4 separate regions of the Sus scrofa genome follow, and all the other regions are linked to region 4. A link is a contact called in public Hi-C and promoter capture Hi-C data. All regions are on one chromosome and are shown on one strand. The core of a region is the stretch at or near the end of the contact, and the rest is flanking DNA. Distances in the headings are between cores, read along the strand shown. Region 1 overlaps LOC106508433 (a long non-coding RNA gene). Region 2 overlaps LOC106508433 (a long non-coding RNA gene). Region 3 holds the start of RFESD (Rieske domain-containing protein). Region 4 holds the start of ELL2 (RNA polymerase II elongation factor ELL2).

Region 1 (3,482 bases), core at 415-2,914, 350 kb after region 4:
CCTCAACTCCCAGGGTTTTTTGGGGTTGTTGCTGTTGTTTTTAGACATCCAAGTTAATTTTGTTGTTGTTTATTGAGATATAATTTATAGATAGTAAAATTCACCCTTTTTAGGTGTAAAGTTTGAAGAATTTTGACAAACTTATGCAATCATATAACTACCACCAAAATTAAGATATAGGATAATTCCTCACGACTCTTTGTAATAAATTCCCTTCCCCCACCTCCAGCCACCAGCAACAACTGATCTGATTTTTTTCCTAGTTTTTTCCTTTTCCATAATATCATATAAATTGAATCATTTAGTATGTAGTTTCTTGAGTTTGAATTTTTTTCTCTTAGCGTTATACCTTTGAGACTCATTCATGTTATTGGATGTATCTGTAGTTCTTTTGTTAAATCGCTATGTGGATATAACATAATTGGTCTATTTACCAGCCGATAGACATTTGGGGTTGTTTTAGCTTCTAGCATTTGAGAATAAAGTAGCTGTAAACACTCATATGCAGATTTTTATGTAGGCATAGGTTTTCATTTCTCTAGGATGAATACCTACCCCTAAGTTTAACTTTGTAAGAAACTTCCAAACTTTTTTCCAAAGTAGAATTCCTATCGGCAATATTTAAATGTTCTAGCTACTTTGCATCCTCATCAGCATTTAGTATTGTCAAATATATATATATATATATATATATAATTTGAGCCATTGTAATAGGTGTGCAGTGGTATCTTATTGTGTTCTTCAAGTTTTCATAGTTTTTAAGATCAGTTTGAATTGCACATCAAATAATCAAAAGAATGTTAGACATCAGAAAGACAGTTTCTTTTACGTTTAGAATGGATAGACAATAAGGTCCTACTGCAGTACAAGGAGCTGTATCTAATCTTCTGGGAGAAACCATGATAGACAATAATATTTTTTAAAAAGAATGTATGTATTTTAAAGAAAGAATGTACATATTTTTTGAAAAGAGAGAAAAAAGACAGTTTGTTGTTTTATTAGCTTTGGACTCTGGCTCTTTGTCACGTTCTCCAACTGCTGTTGCACCACTGGGCTCTCGCTAATCATAAATTATTTAACTATGTGATTCCTAAGCATACATGGCTTCAGCATACACAGAATCTTTGCTTTCTAGCTAGTTTGGAATATTTGTATCAAAGGATTTATAATAGAATCACTGGAAGCTTTTTTTTTTTTTTTTTTTTTTATTCATACAGTATGTCAGGGAAATGCCTACCAGGGGAATATTTCTGCTCATCATCTCCAAAATGGAAAAGCAGCCAATTATTTTCTGCAGCCCTCCATGCTGACCTCACATAGAGAAGTGGCTCTGGCGATAGTAAGAGGAGAATAAAATAAAAGTTGCTGAAGCTACAGCAGCAATTTACTTTCCATTCTTGCAGAAGTTGGGCATCTTTCTTCTTGCCTTAATTTGATTATTTGTTGGGCCCCATGATCACTTGTTCTTGTTTCTCTTCCTCCTGTTGTTACTGAGCTTTGGCTTGGTTAGAGGCCCTCCTTCATCCTTTCTAGGTCGTTGTGGTATGAATGAGGTGGAGAAAGTGGAGCGCTGGTCCTTCCTCTCCAGCGTAGACTAGAACAGAACCTTCTCTGCTACACAAGCATAGCAGCTCCTTCAGGATCTCATGACTACCCCCCCCCTCCGCTTTGAATGCCTTTGCCCTCCTCTTCTGCCTGGAGAATTCCTACTTGTCCTTTAAGATCAGATCAAATGTCATCTCCTCTATGATGCCAAATTCCCTGAGTCCTGTTAGTCACATCCACTGAACTTTGTGCTTGTTTTGTTTGAAGACCTATCACATTGCCTTGTGATTATCTGTCAGCATTTCTGTATCTTTCCTAGACTCTGAACTCCTCCCAGGCAAGAACCATGTGTTAATCGTTGTTGGCTTAACACATGGTACACACTGAATAAATATTTTTTGACTGACTCTTAAAACTTGCAATGTGGCTTTTTAAATTTTATTTTTAAAAAGTTTTCTTTTTTTTTTCTTTTTTTTTGCAGTGCAGCTTTTTTAAATGCTGAGATTTTCTTCAGCTTAGAAAAGGAATGATAGAAGCATTTGTTGAACAGAATTTTTTGTTTAGTAAAAGCCATTCATATGTAGTTTGACAAAGTGCTGGTTAGAAGTGTTATTGATCCCAGAAATGGATTCCTCTCACCCTCACCCAGTCAATGTCATTATAAACCTCATGTAATGGGAAAGAAAAATCAAAGAATTAAAAGAATTTTCTGATTCTTTTCTCCATTATTAGCCTCTGATATGTGTATAAGTTATTGCTTTAGCCATGCAGCAAATTATTAGGTCTTGGGACTAAAGAAATCATTGTTTAGTATGAGTATATCCCATGCATATTTGGGACATACTTATACTTTAAACAGTCTCCTGCTGGAGTTCCCACTGTGGTACAGAGGGTTAAGAATGCAGCATTGCCACAGTTGTGGCATAGGCTGCAGCTGCAGCTCAGATTTGACCCCTCACCCAGGAACTTCCATATGCTGCAGTGCATCCAAAAAAAAAAAATTCTCTTTTATCTGAAATTTAAATTTAGCTAGGTTTCCTTTATACTATTTGGCAACTGTAGCCAATAGGAAACCTCTTTACTCCATATGATGGAATGAATGGTAAGGAATAGTCAGTGCTCTTGGAAGTTAGTCCTGAAATACATAATGGACAGTGTGAGGCTGTTATTCTCTCAGACTGGCCAGTATACATCAACTCACTTGGATGGCCAGCTTAGCCAGCTTAAGAGAAGAGAGATCAGAAAATACTTGGTGTCATGAAGAAACTTTCTTCGGTTAGAGGGAAGGGCTGAGAGGATGCAGAGGGGATCTGAAAACTCCTCACAGGGAGTGTAATGGGAATCTCAAAGGTGAATGATGCAAGAAGAAACTGACGCTCTGATCAAAGCCACTCAGTGCCAGACTTCACTAATTCCTTAGTGAGGAGAGATGAATAAGACCACACCTGAGTTATATGTGCTGTAATTAGTAACATTTATCAAACTTAATTGTCAAGTAAATATGTTTCTAGTTTTACTTAGGTTCTTCTTAAATAATATTGTATGTTTTCTGAAATATTACATGTAAGATCTCTGTTTAGATATTGTTGAATGAGAAGAACCCAAACTTGGCTGTTCTCAAAAGATTATCTAGTTATGTTCTTGTTACCTAAGGCAGAGCTAAATTTGAGTGAGCAAGGCCCCTGAATAACAGCTGCTGGTAAGAGAACAGATGCCTAAGGAGAGACTTGCCCATGTTGGGCATCACCAGCTAACCTTTTTACACACTCATCTGTTCAGAAAACCACTGTTTTTTCCATCTTTTTTTTTTTAAGTGAGGCACATTGCCTTAGAAAGATGATGCCATTCTATTTTAGAATTAAAATCTCACCTGTTTTATTCTGTATGTACTTGAAAAATAATTTCATTTAATGAATATGAATAATGACTTTAATAAT
Region 2 (3,630 bases), core at 281-2,780, 370 kb after region 4:
TTTCCCGGCACTGAACCAAGTTACTATCTCTGCCTGGTGGGTATGTAGATAAAAATGTCACCAAGGAAGGCTTTTCAATGCAGAGATTACTATGGATTAAATCCTCGTCTAACTGGTTTTGCTTTTACAGCCTTAACTGATGAAGAAATGACAAGGAAAGATGAGGGTATAACCATTCATGGACCAACATTTGTCTTATATCACAAATTGTGAAAATTAATGTGGCCTTCTTATTTGGCATTCAGCATGTCATTGGAAGAAGAAGGAACAGTCACTCCTCATACTTGGCTGTTTCTTTTGAAGGAGGCCTTTGTTTGGAACCAGAAGCCCTTCATGGCTTTCCTAATCACCAGCTCTGTGATGTAGAATAAAAGAGGCTCCAGAGAGTTCCCACTGGTGTGCTGTGGGTTAAGAAACCGACTATAGCAGCTCAGGTGGCTGTGGAGGTGTGCTTCCTATCCCCAGCCTGATGCAGTGGGTTAAAAAACTGGCATTGCTGCAGATATGGTGTAGGTTTCAGCTGCAGTTTGATTCAGTCCCTGGCCCTAAAACTTCCATATGCCTCAGGTGTGTCCATTAAAAACAAACAAACAAACAAACAAAAAAGAGTGAGAGATGTGATATGGGAAAATAAAATGTTCCTGTCTGGAAAGTTTAAACAAGAGAGCAATACAGATCCAGCCCCCCACCCCACCAAACAAAAACAAATCTCCAGGGTATCCACACAGGGCAGGAAAATTCACACCATTTATTATAACATGATGCTTCAAATCTTGCATTTCTCCATCACGGTTACGGTGAGGTTGCAGCTGACATTGCTCCTTGTTGGGAAGATCCTGGTCAGGGTTTCCCAGATGTGGGGCTGTTATATATCACTTTCATTATTTTTGTCAGGATAATTTTCTCTAAGTTGACTCCATATTTGTTTAAACTGGACTCAATTTTCCATCATAAACAGAAAACTAATATTCTTTGTTAGAACCAATGGGTGACTGCAAAAATAAACACATAACTATTAAAATGAAAATTCTTGTGCACCCTTAAAGTTATTTTGAAAAACAGAGCACTTTTGCCCTCCCTCGAGGTCCCCTGGTCTCGAACATCCTGGAGACTGAAGTGTAGGTCTCAGCTTGGGGATGGCAATGGTAGGGAACTCTAGGAATGACAGTGATGGAATGGTTTTATTTCTAGAAGAGCCTGTCCAGCCTGTTTTCTCCCTCCCCACCTAGCTTGGCCTCCAGGCTTGGGCCTCGTGTGTGCCGTCAGCTTCAGCTGCATGGTTCCTTTTTGGCCACCAGCTCTCACACTGTAGATTTCTGCTTTGGTCCTTGTTGTTTGGCCTTTCTCTCCTCAAGGACCTGGGGGCGTGGGGTGCCAATTTTATAGGGGAAGCCCCAGTCTTTTTATAGCTTCTCTCCCGGCCATTCCTTGATTCCATTAATATCCCATCAGCTAAGTACAGAGTGCAGCTCTCCCTCATCCTTCCTCAGTGTGAAGCGTGACCCAGTTAACGGGAGGTAGGAGCATAGGGTTCCCTGGCCTCTGTCAGTGCTTCCAGAGCTCAGCGTGCGCCGGAGTTAGAGTGACCTGGACAGTGTGTTCTTGGTGGGGATTTTCACACAGGGAGGCTTTTGCTGTTTTCTGCACAGTCAGAGGAGGAGCTGTGTGTTTGGAAAGGGAGCTTGGAAAAAGAAAAACCAGAATGAGCAGGCTTTTCCTGTTGATTTGGACTCCCTAGGTGTGTGGGCAAGTCCCAGCACCACTCAGAGACCTCAGTTCCCTCCTGTGTGAGGGGAGAGACTAAAGGAATGAAAGCCCGAGGGCCTTCTCAGTGCTGGGATTCTGCAGTCCCCTTCCTCCTTTCCTGAGCCAGAGCATCGGCCTTCTGCTGTCAGCTGGGGCCAGAAACTAGGCCCAAAGCTGAGGTGCCTTTGTCCTGCTGCTGGAGGGCAACTGTGGGAAGGAAGCTGGATGAACCTAGCTGCCCTCATCTTTGGGTGAAATGTGACATCAGGGCAACCTCTGTGCAGTGTAATAGCGGTAGGTGAGGGGTGCCGGCAGCACAGTCGTCAGCAGGGGATGCTGGATAGGGTGGCTGCTCTGATGATAGAATGAATGAGAGTAAACAGTCTGAAGCACTGTGATGCTGTGTGTTCTTAAATACCACCCTTAGCCTCTCTGAGTTTTACTTATTCTCATCTGCAAAATATATGTATGGAAGAGACACAGGAGAGCCTAGACCTGAAAGTTCAGCAGCTCTCTTCCAATATCAACATTCTTTGATTCCATGTTTCTAAAGACTCTATACTTAAAAATGGTATTATGGGAGTTCCCGTTGTGGCTCAGCAGTAACGAACCTGACTAATATCCACGAGGACACACGTTTGACCTCTGGCCTCGCTCAGTCGGTTAAGGATCTGGTGTTGCCGTGAATTGTGGTGTATGTAGGACGCAGATAAAGAAAAAAAAAAAAAAACTGATTTTATGTGTCTCAAACCCTCAACTCAACATCCATTCCATATTCTCCTCACTTTTAGCAAATTTTCTCTCTGCTTTGTCAAGAAGATAGTGGTGAACTGGGGATGAAGTTTCTCAGATGATGCTGAGGTGCAAGAAATACCATATGGCACTTTTTAAGAAATTTAAGTTCAAAATTCTCTCTCAAGAGCTGCGATGCTCAGTAGCAGTCATTGTTGGAGCTCCTTCCCTCTAGGGGCTGTCATGAATCCAGGGAGGATTGCTTAGCCCAGGAAATTTGGGAAGAGATCTGCCTTCTCTAAGCACTATCGTGGTCACAGTTTTTGTTTATTATCTGGGCCCAAATGGTCCATTGTAGGCTGGAAGCTCTATTTCCCCTACTCCACCCCTGGCCTGACTCAGGCAAGGTGGCCAGGTTGTCATGTCTTGGGAGCTCAGGACCCCTCACGACCATAAGCCACCTCTTCAGAGAGCCTGCCATCTTCACAGGACTGATTCAAGGAACTTCCTTGCTTTGAGGCACTTGTACATCCTGCTCCCACTGGCTCCTTTCTCCATTCCAGGAAGATCACCTCCAGGGCCTCACACTTACCTTCTTCAGCTTCAGTACCAGTTCTGCCTACTCTTATCTCAGCTATGGACCCGGTTACACAGTAGGGAGTTTAACGACCATGTGGAGAATCTCAGTTAAACACTTAAAGGAAAAGGCTGGGAAGGAGTCACCATCCTAGTATCCTAGAAGCTTGCTTTCAGCCCCAGGAGTACAAAAGTCATTTCAAGTGATTCAAGGCAAGACCAGGAAACACAACACAAAGGCCGACTTGTTCATTCGTTGGAAACTGCTACAATAATAAGAGCAATAAGTGATATCTTTATAATGGATTTTCCTGCTACAAAACAATTAAGCATGACCTTCCCGCATCTCTTGGCTCCTCCACATCCAGAAACTGAGTTGCACACCCCCCCCTCATGATCTTGCCTCAGTTTCATAAGACATGGTGCCCTCTTTTGTTCTGGGCCCACCCAGTTAGACTTGCCAAGACCAGGCGCCAAAGCTATTCTCCTTCTTGAAACATCATGCTTTCCTCTTGCAGGTGTGTGTTCCCTTCAAAGTATAAGCTTATTAGTTTCCCTCCCATTCATTAAAAAAGA
Region 3 (3,793 bases), core at 296-2,795, 350 kb before region 4:
CTTTCAATGATACAAGCTGAGTACTGCTAACATGCTCCATGTGCCAATAAAATAATTTGGGATGGCTAATGGGTATTGTAAATGATAATAAATCAAATGTATTTTATTATCACTTTAGTAAAGCAATTTATCAAAACTAGATGGTTAATTTGTGCTTGGATCAGTGGAACAAATGGTCAAAAGTGAAATTATCCCATAAAATATTACTATCACATTAAAACTATACTGGGCAGAATAGAAATAAAATTGGAATCAAATCCATTATTCTGAGCTTCTCAATCTTTTACATGTTTTGGCTTACAGCATTTACATGACATACTGAGGTAAATGAAGAAGGCTCTGGGGTTTCAGCTGCCCCAAGCCCACTGGTCCTCTCTAGGACCTCAGATCAGTGTGTCATTGTATTAAATATAGACTAGTTTTTCAACCTTGAGGTCACACTAGAATTTACTGGGAAAGTTAGAAAAAATATGTTGATTCCCCCTCCTCCTACCAACCCCTAGAGAGTTATCTTATTGGTCTGTTCATCATGACTCCCGGGTGATTAAAGTGTGACCAAAGTTAAGGATCACTGCTTAGAAGACAGCCAAGGAAACTGTAAAAAAAAAAAGAAAAAAGGAAAAACAAACAAAAAAACGCTATCACACTCACATAGCTTCCAACTTTGGATGCGAATATGAGGTGCGTGGTTTGTGGGTTTTTTCTTTTTTAAAAAATTCAGAGAAAAACCCAAGTTGCAAAGTTCAAAATACAAAAGTGAAAACCTATCTCCCCTAAAGTAACCATATTTTTTTAAATGTACATATCTACACATTAGTATCTTGAGAAATAACTTTTATTTACTATAAAGAAAGCACACCACACATACTATTCCATACTCTGCTTTTTAACAAATTCATCCATATCTTGAAATCTGCTCTTGAGTATGTGGCTGCAAAGTAATTCACATGTCTAATTCTTTTTTGTTTAACCACTTCCCTGTTGATCATTAGCGCTACTGTCATTTTTCCTTGAAATAAATATCTCTGAACTTAGATTACATGCAACTGTGAGGAACTTCCGCAAATATTTTTAAAAGGTAAATTCCTAGAAGTGAGAGCCCCAGTGGTGTTTAAAATCTGGATAAATGTGGTGAGCTCAACAAACATTTAAAAATTAACTGACGGGAGTTCCCCTTATGGCTCAGCAGGTTAAAAATCCACATAGTGTCTGTGGGGAAGAGGTTAGGTCCCTGGCCTCGCTCAGTGGGTTAAGGATCCGGCATTGCCACAAGCCTAGGCGGCATAGACGGATGCAGCTCAGATCCGTTTTTGTTCGGGCATAAGCAAATGCAGCCTCAATTCCACCCCTAGCAGGAGAACCTGCACAGGACACAAGTGTGGTGGTAAAAAGAAAAAAATAAATTGGTGGCACCGAGGTTTGTCAAACATAGGATTAAGACTGTCAGTTCCAAGTCCTGGCGTGCGAGCACGGTTGGCCAGCGGCATCTGTCGGGTGGGAATCATCCAATGGCCAGTAAGGCCACGGAGGCCCTGGGGGAAGAGCATGCTCAGTCACGTGAGCGGCTTCGCCCCGCCCCTCGGAGCTTTGAGCCGTATTCCGGTCGCTGGCTCCTGCAATAGCCTTCCGCGGCGACGCAGCGACCGGGTCACACGGAGGTGGAGCGCGGGATTTGAGGAAGGTAAGTTCTGTCCCGGCCTGGGGGTTAGGCTGCCGGCCGGGCCGGGCCGGGCTTGCAAGGCTCGCTGCTTCCCTTCCGGCGGCGGCAACCTGAAGCGGCGAAGGAGACTGTCGTTTGGCATTTGCTCCAAGGCTTTGCTGAGCGCCGCGGTTCTTCCGCTGTGGACCCCAAGTCCCTTAACCATTAACGCCCAGGGCAGGCTTCCGCCCCACACTGCAAACCCATCATGCTTGTTCACCACAAAGGTTTACTGGGCTGTAGCCCGGACCTGCCGCCTCAGTGGGGCTGGCCGGGCGTTTTAAAACAAGCTTTCCTGGCATTTGTAACCTCCAACGCTTAATAACTGCCCAAGGGTTTCTGCGGCCCAGCGGTCCTAGATATCTATCTCCAGAAGTCTGTAGATGGAGCCATCCAGCACATCTGGACAGCCACGCTGGTGCTCTGTGTTTGTTGACCACAGCTCCATCTGACAGCTGCATGCTGTCTTTGCTAAAATGTTAAACACAGCTTGAGGTCATTGCCCACTGGCTAGCACGGTGGGCAGGACCTTAGCGATTATCTCTACATGATGGTAGCGTTTCTCATACTTAAGCCCTACTCGAGCCACCTGACTGTGGTCAGGCATATATATACCCCTCACCACCGCCCTATGTGCAGGGCTTTCTTAGAGCTGGCAAACTGCAGCAACACTGACTTCCCTCAAGTCATGGCAGAGCCAGGATTCAAACCCAGGTGAACTCACCTGGTGCTCACAGATCTCTAATATCACAGAGGACAGTATTGGCCTCCAGAGTGACTAAGTGATTTTATTAAATTATTAGGGAAGTATTGTTTTAAACATTCGTTGACACAACTCTTGTACATTATTGTGCCTAAATTTTTAAAAATTCAGTAGTAGTTGCCGTTGTGGATCAGCAGATTAAGAACCTGACATAGTCTCGGTGAGGATCCGGGCTCCATCCCCCTCTGCACTCAGGGGACTAAGGATCCAGAGTTGTGACAAGCTGTGGTTTGAGTTGAAGATGCCCTCAGGATCTGGTGTTGCTGTGATGTAGGCCTGCAGCTTCAGCTCTGATTCCACCCCTAACCCAAGAACATCCATATGCCACAGGTGCAAACAGCAAAAATTTTCATGAAAATCATCTTTGGAGATACACACACACACACATGGTGTATACACACACATTTACTTTGCTAGAAGTTTACTAGAAGACCACCTATTTTTATAAATCTGTGGATGCTTAGATGAAATGTTAATATTTATATATCAATGCTCACAAAGTTTACACTCAAGATCTCAGTTTGATTCTTAACTGCTATTTTGTGAATCTGGGCAAGCTTTTGTTAAGGAAGATCCTGTAGCCTTAGTTTCCTCCTCTGGAAAATAGGTATAATACCTACCCCTTGGTATTTTTGAGTATTAATGAATTCATATATGCGAAGATATGCTTTTTATATCTATTATTATTCTGCCATCCAAAAAGTTATAAAACTAATTTCTCTTCTCTGAACCTAAAAGCAAGGGTGTCATTCTGGAGCTTTGTATTCTAATAACGTGTAGGCCAAGTCCGCAAACTTAGTAAAAACGCCTCAGTGCTCTTGTGCTCAAGAATAATTTCCTTTACTTTCATGCTTCTTTCATACCCACTGTCTTATAGAACCATATGCTTTTTTAAAAATTCAACCTGAGTAGATTCCCAATGCTGGAAAGGTATCTAAGAGAGACAAAGGATCCATTTATCTAATCTGTAATTTTATGTGGTGTTAGCATTTTTAGAAACCTAATTTTAGGGACAGTCCAAAAAATATTTCTTGAAGAGAACCGTGGAGCAAAATGGTTCAACTTGGAGTTCCCGTCGTGGCGCAGTGGAAACAAATCCGACTAGGAACCATGAGGTTGCGGATTCAATCCCTGGCTTCGTTCAGTAGGTTAAAGATCTGGCGTTGCCGTGAGCTGTGGTGTAGGTAGCAGATGCGGCTTGGATCTGGTGTTGCTGTAACTCTGGTGTAGGCTGGTAGCTGTAGCTCCAATTGGACCCCTAGCCTGGGACCTCCACATGCCATGGGAGCAGCCATAAAAAGCAAAAAAAAAAAAAAAAAAAAAAAGGCTCA
Region 4 (3,847 bases), core at 830-3,329:
TTTCCCCCTGAGATTTCATGGTGTGGAGGAAAAGTTATCTTTCTCCCTGTGTCTGCACTCCTTCCTACACTCTCAAGTCTGAGTGTTTCTACCCTGTGCTTCTTGCGGGGGGGGGGGGGGGTTGGAGAAATAACACATATGCCCTGGAATGTACATCCATGTGTCCACTCAATTCTATGAGTACCATCTTGAGGGCACACTCATCTCTGAGTCTCTCCTGCTGTTTACATGTACACTATCATGTGAATTCATGTATTCATCAAACTGTGTACAACTGTGTGCCTCTTCCTGTGTGGAGGCTTATGTAGGGGGCCTCTCTGAAGGTAAGTCTCCCTTGGCCCAGGTTCACATTTGTGCGGTTTTGCCTCCAACTCATGCCTTCCATTTAAGCATTTAAAGTGCCTGGCACTAGTGGGAGCTCAACAGATGTTAATTCCTTTCTCCACTTTTATCTGAATAACTATGACTCTGCGTCTGGGTGTCCCTCTGGCCCTCTCTGCCTGTTTTATGAGATCAGTTCCTCGGAGCTTCTTTCCTTGGTATGGACTCGATTAATTGTCGGGACGCCTTGCGGGTTCTCTCCTCCGACTGGCTCTCTTCTCAGAGCAAATGCTACCGGCCCCTCAAATGGTATATTCCTCCCCTTGCGCGATGCGTCTACTCACTCCCGTCTCCCTCGCCCATACACAGTACTGCATGTCCATAAACGGCTTGCCCAGGCACTCCGTTGCGGAGTCTCTTCGCTATGTCTCCTACTCTCTCCTTCACTTTTTTTTTTTCCCCTTCCCAGCATGAAAACGTGTCCCTGGGTTTGTTCTCCAATTGCCGAGTAAGTGAGCCTTTGCGGTGCTCGAGTTGTGTGTGTGTCCGGGATGCGCCGGAGAGTGCGAAACCCGAGTCTGCCGGGGATGCAGTGTATTCCCCCCGCCCCGGCTCCACGTCTCCCGGTCGGTGAGTCTGCCTCAGACGCGACGCGGCTTTCGGGTATAAGGACCACGGAGAATCGCTCTCCTCAGTAACCGAAGTCTGTGCTCCCGGCTGAGCGCTGGGTGTGTGTGATTCCCGGTACTCCGTGCTGTGTCTCTGGGAACGCGAAGCGCCCGTGTACTCGAGTCCCTGGAAGTGCAAGGTGTGTCCCCCTCCTCCCTGGCACGCCAAGCGTCCGTGTCTCAGCCTTTGAGAGTACACGGTGTGCCCCCCCAACCTTCGCGAAGCGCCTGTGTCCCCAAGTCCCTGAGTACAATGTGTGTCCCACATTCATACGCGGAGGGCCAGTGTCCCTGACTTTTCGGATCCACGGTGGTACCCTCAAACCGCGAACGCCAAGTGCCTGCGAGTCCTCTTGTAAGTCGTTACCGAAGGCTGCCCTCCCCCCCCAACCCCCGCCCCGCCGCCATGGGCAGCACAGCCATCTCACTTGTCTCCCTGGTGCCTTTCTTTCCCGTTGGGACAGAAAAGGCAGAAAACCCGCGGGCGCCGTCGGAAAGTCCCGCAGCGGCAGCGCAGCGGAACCGCGGCTGCGGCTGCCTCGGCCCCGCCGCCAGGGGCCGCCCGCCCGCCCGCTTCCAACGCCCCGGCGCCCGGCTGGCCCGGGACGGCGGCGTTAGCTACTCTGCCCGGCCCTGCCCAGCTCTGCCGCCGCGGGCGCTGACGGCAGCCGCGGCAAGCCACCGCTCCGCCGGCCCCAAGCCAGGTGCCAAGACAAGAGGAGGCGCGGTGGGTCAGTGAGGGACGCCCTTTTCCTCCCTAAGCCCGGCCGGTCGGCCGACCGCCCAGCTCACCTTGTGGCTCTGGTAGGTCTCGAGCGCGCGGATCGCCGTCTCGGTGAGCTTCACATGCAGTACGGTGATGTTGTCCTGTCCAAGTCTCCCGCACGACAGCCCGTAGCGCTGCTCCTCCCGCAGGCCCGCCGCCCCCCCTGCCGCCATCTTAAACTCCCCCGGGTGCCGCCGCCGACGCCGCTCGGGCTCTAGGCTCCACTGCGGCCGCGGCTGCTCGGGCTTCTGCAGCCGCCGCCACAGCTACGGCCATCCCGCTGCTGACGTACTGTCATATACTGCGCGCAGCCAGACCTCGGGCTGCCACCGCCGCCACCCGCCCCACCCTCCGGCCTCGCGCCCCGCCCCGGGCTCGTCTCATTGGTCCCAGTTCCCCTCGGAGCCTCCCTCATTGGCCGCCCTCCACTCTCACAGGGGCGGAGCCCAAAGTCGCTGGAGTTTTGCTCCCGGGACGGGACGTCCGAGAGGTGAGAGGCTGACGTTGGGGTGACGCGCCAACTTAATCACACCTGACGTCACGTCTGGTCGTCTTGGCTCACCGGTCGCGATTGGCCAGGCTCGTTTGGGGGATCCCCTGCTAATTGGGTGCCCAGGTTGCCTGGTCCTGTTACCTGGAGTCGGAGCTCCGCCCCTTGGGGGGAGAGTAGTGGAGAGTCGGGAGTGTGGGGGGAATATTTCCTGCGCTGGTGGTCCTTGGAGAAGAGGATCCCCACCCAAAATAAGTGGCCAAGTAAGCCTAGTAAGGACTTTGTCCCCCGACGGGCTGGGTTAGCTTGTGGAGTAGGGGGCGTGCTGGTGAGGGAGGTCGTAGTAGGCGGAGTCACTGGAGAGTCTCTCCTCAAAATTTAGCGCTAGTATTGAGCGGATGAAATTGGGGAGGACGCCCTTCTTCGTCATTTCGCCCTAAATCTGAAGTTAGTGATTTAGCCCTTGGCTTTAAGATTTGTGCTAGATTGTGTGGAGCATCTTAAGTACAACACCATGCCTTAAATCTCCTTAGTGCGATGGGCATGGTATTATAGAAAACAGAATTTAAAGGTTTTTTTTTTCCACGCCATGCCCTCTTGTGATCCAGAGAAAAATAAACTGGAGTTCGCCGTGGGGGCAGGGTTGTGCTTTTTATGGGACTTGGAGAGGTGCTTAGGGTTGAGATGACATCTCCTTTCAAAGGGTTGTTAGAAGGGTATAAGTGTCCTTGACCTAAATTAAGAGAAGCATGGACATGGTTCTCTGGTTCGTTTGGGTTCTGTCCATTTCATTTGACAGGGATGTAGGAGAACCTTGCTAGAGTTTAAGCAATTGATGTTAGGTGGAGGAGATGGGTGTGTGAGGGGGTGCGGAGGCTGGACGTGCTTTCCATTCCTCGCGATGCTCCGCGTGTAGGCGTGGCTAAACCAAGGAGCCTAATCACCGCCCTCTTCAGGCTGCGTGTGGATGGACCGACACAGGCTTCCAGTCAGAGAGGATGAATTAACTGGGTGATCAGAAACACCGGAGGAAAACAAACCGTTAAAAGTCTTGAAATTGTTGCAAGGCAGTTTTTTGAAAATTACTTTAAAAAAATTGAGACGGTTGTTGTTTCCCTCAGATTGTAAAACCTTGTTGCGTTTTATAAGGATTCCCCAGAAAAATTTATAGGTACTTAATTAGTATTTCCCATACGTTTCAATTGGATAGAGCTATGATTTTCCAGAAAGTGGGAGTTTATCATGATTTCCTCAGCCCCCTTAATAAATACTCCAGCCTAAATCTACATTACCTCTTGACTCGGACCCTCAAGCATTTTAAGTGCATAATACAAATTACGGAAGGAATTCTCCTTCCAATAGTATATGAGTTAAGTGGAAACGCCTGCATTAAGGGTTGTGGCATCACAGGAGAGCATTTTTAAATCTGACTTTATTTCAATCCAGTAGATTTGGCTAGCAGTTAAACATGATTAACACTTGTTAATTTACTTTACTAGAGTGTTATCTTAAATTCATTGAAAAAATTAAGGCAATCACAAATTTGAGAAGTAATTTTATACTTGAATTATTCTTTTCTGCTGTTTGCTTTACACTGATAGG

The links. Promoter capture Hi-C pulls out the DNA fragments that hold promoters and counts their contacts. A called contact is a pair of places that touch in the nucleus more often than the background predicts.
Region 1: a contact with region 4 is called in a Hi-C map of liver, with 1.8 times the contacts expected there. The contact joins the enhancer-like site here to the promoter of ELL2 in region 4. A contact is called at or near these places in 3 of 47 Hi-C or Micro-C datasets (epiblast stem cells, fibroblasts and liver) and 1 of 2 datasets of contacts at active chromatin or transcription factors (alveolar macrophages).
Region 2: a contact with region 4 is called in a promoter capture Hi-C map of liver, with 14 times the contacts expected there. The contact joins the enhancer-like site here to the promoter of ELL2 in region 4. A contact is called at or near these places in 2 of 5 promoter capture datasets (fetal liver and liver), 11 of 47 Hi-C or Micro-C datasets (adipocytes, alveolar macrophages, embryonic fibroblasts and 6 more) and 2 of 2 datasets of contacts at active chromatin or transcription factors (alveolar macrophages and skeletal muscle).
Region 3: a contact with region 4 is called in a promoter capture Hi-C map of fetal liver, with 2.5 times the contacts expected there. The contact joins the promoter of RFESD here to the promoter of ELL2 in region 4. A contact is called at or near these places in 1 of 5 promoter capture datasets (fetal liver) and 1 of 47 Hi-C or Micro-C datasets (embryonic fibroblasts).

What each region holds. Positions count from the first base shown.
Region 1 is chr2:102,936,022-102,939,503 of Sscrofa11.1, forward strand. All of the region lies in intron 6 of LOC106508433 (a long non-coding RNA gene), which reads left to right. Among named protein-coding and RNA genes, the nearest start is that of PCSK1, 110 kb to the right of the region's middle. Within about 2 kb of position 1,665, at least 6 of the 83 cell types and tissues checked have an H3K27ac peak or open chromatin away from gene starts, as enhancers often do. A contact at or near this core is called in liver, where this site is marked.
Region 2 is chr2:102,957,346-102,960,975 of Sscrofa11.1, forward strand. The region is part of intron 6 of LOC106508433 (a long non-coding RNA gene); the gene reads left to right. Among named protein-coding and RNA genes, the nearest start is that of PCSK1, 92 kb to the right of the region's middle. Within about 2 kb of position 1,531, at least 14 of the 83 cell types and tissues checked have an H3K27ac peak or open chromatin away from gene starts, as enhancers often do. A contact at or near this core is called in fetal liver, liver and skeletal muscle, where this site is marked.
Region 3 is chr2:102,242,243-102,246,035 of Sscrofa11.1, forward strand. It overlaps RFESD (Rieske domain-containing protein), which reads left to right and starts at 1,546. Exons shown (of 4, transcript XM_003123769.5): 1 at 1,546-1,681.
Region 4 is chr2:102,589,337-102,593,183 of Sscrofa11.1, forward strand. It overlaps ELL2 (RNA polymerase II elongation factor ELL2), which reads right to left and starts at 2,080. Exons shown (of 12, transcript XM_003123796.5): 1 at 1,782-2,080. The coding sequence starts at 1,928. It overlaps LOC106508433 (a long non-coding RNA gene), which reads left to right and starts at 2,252. Exons shown (of 16, transcript XR_002342060.1): 1 at 2,252-2,508.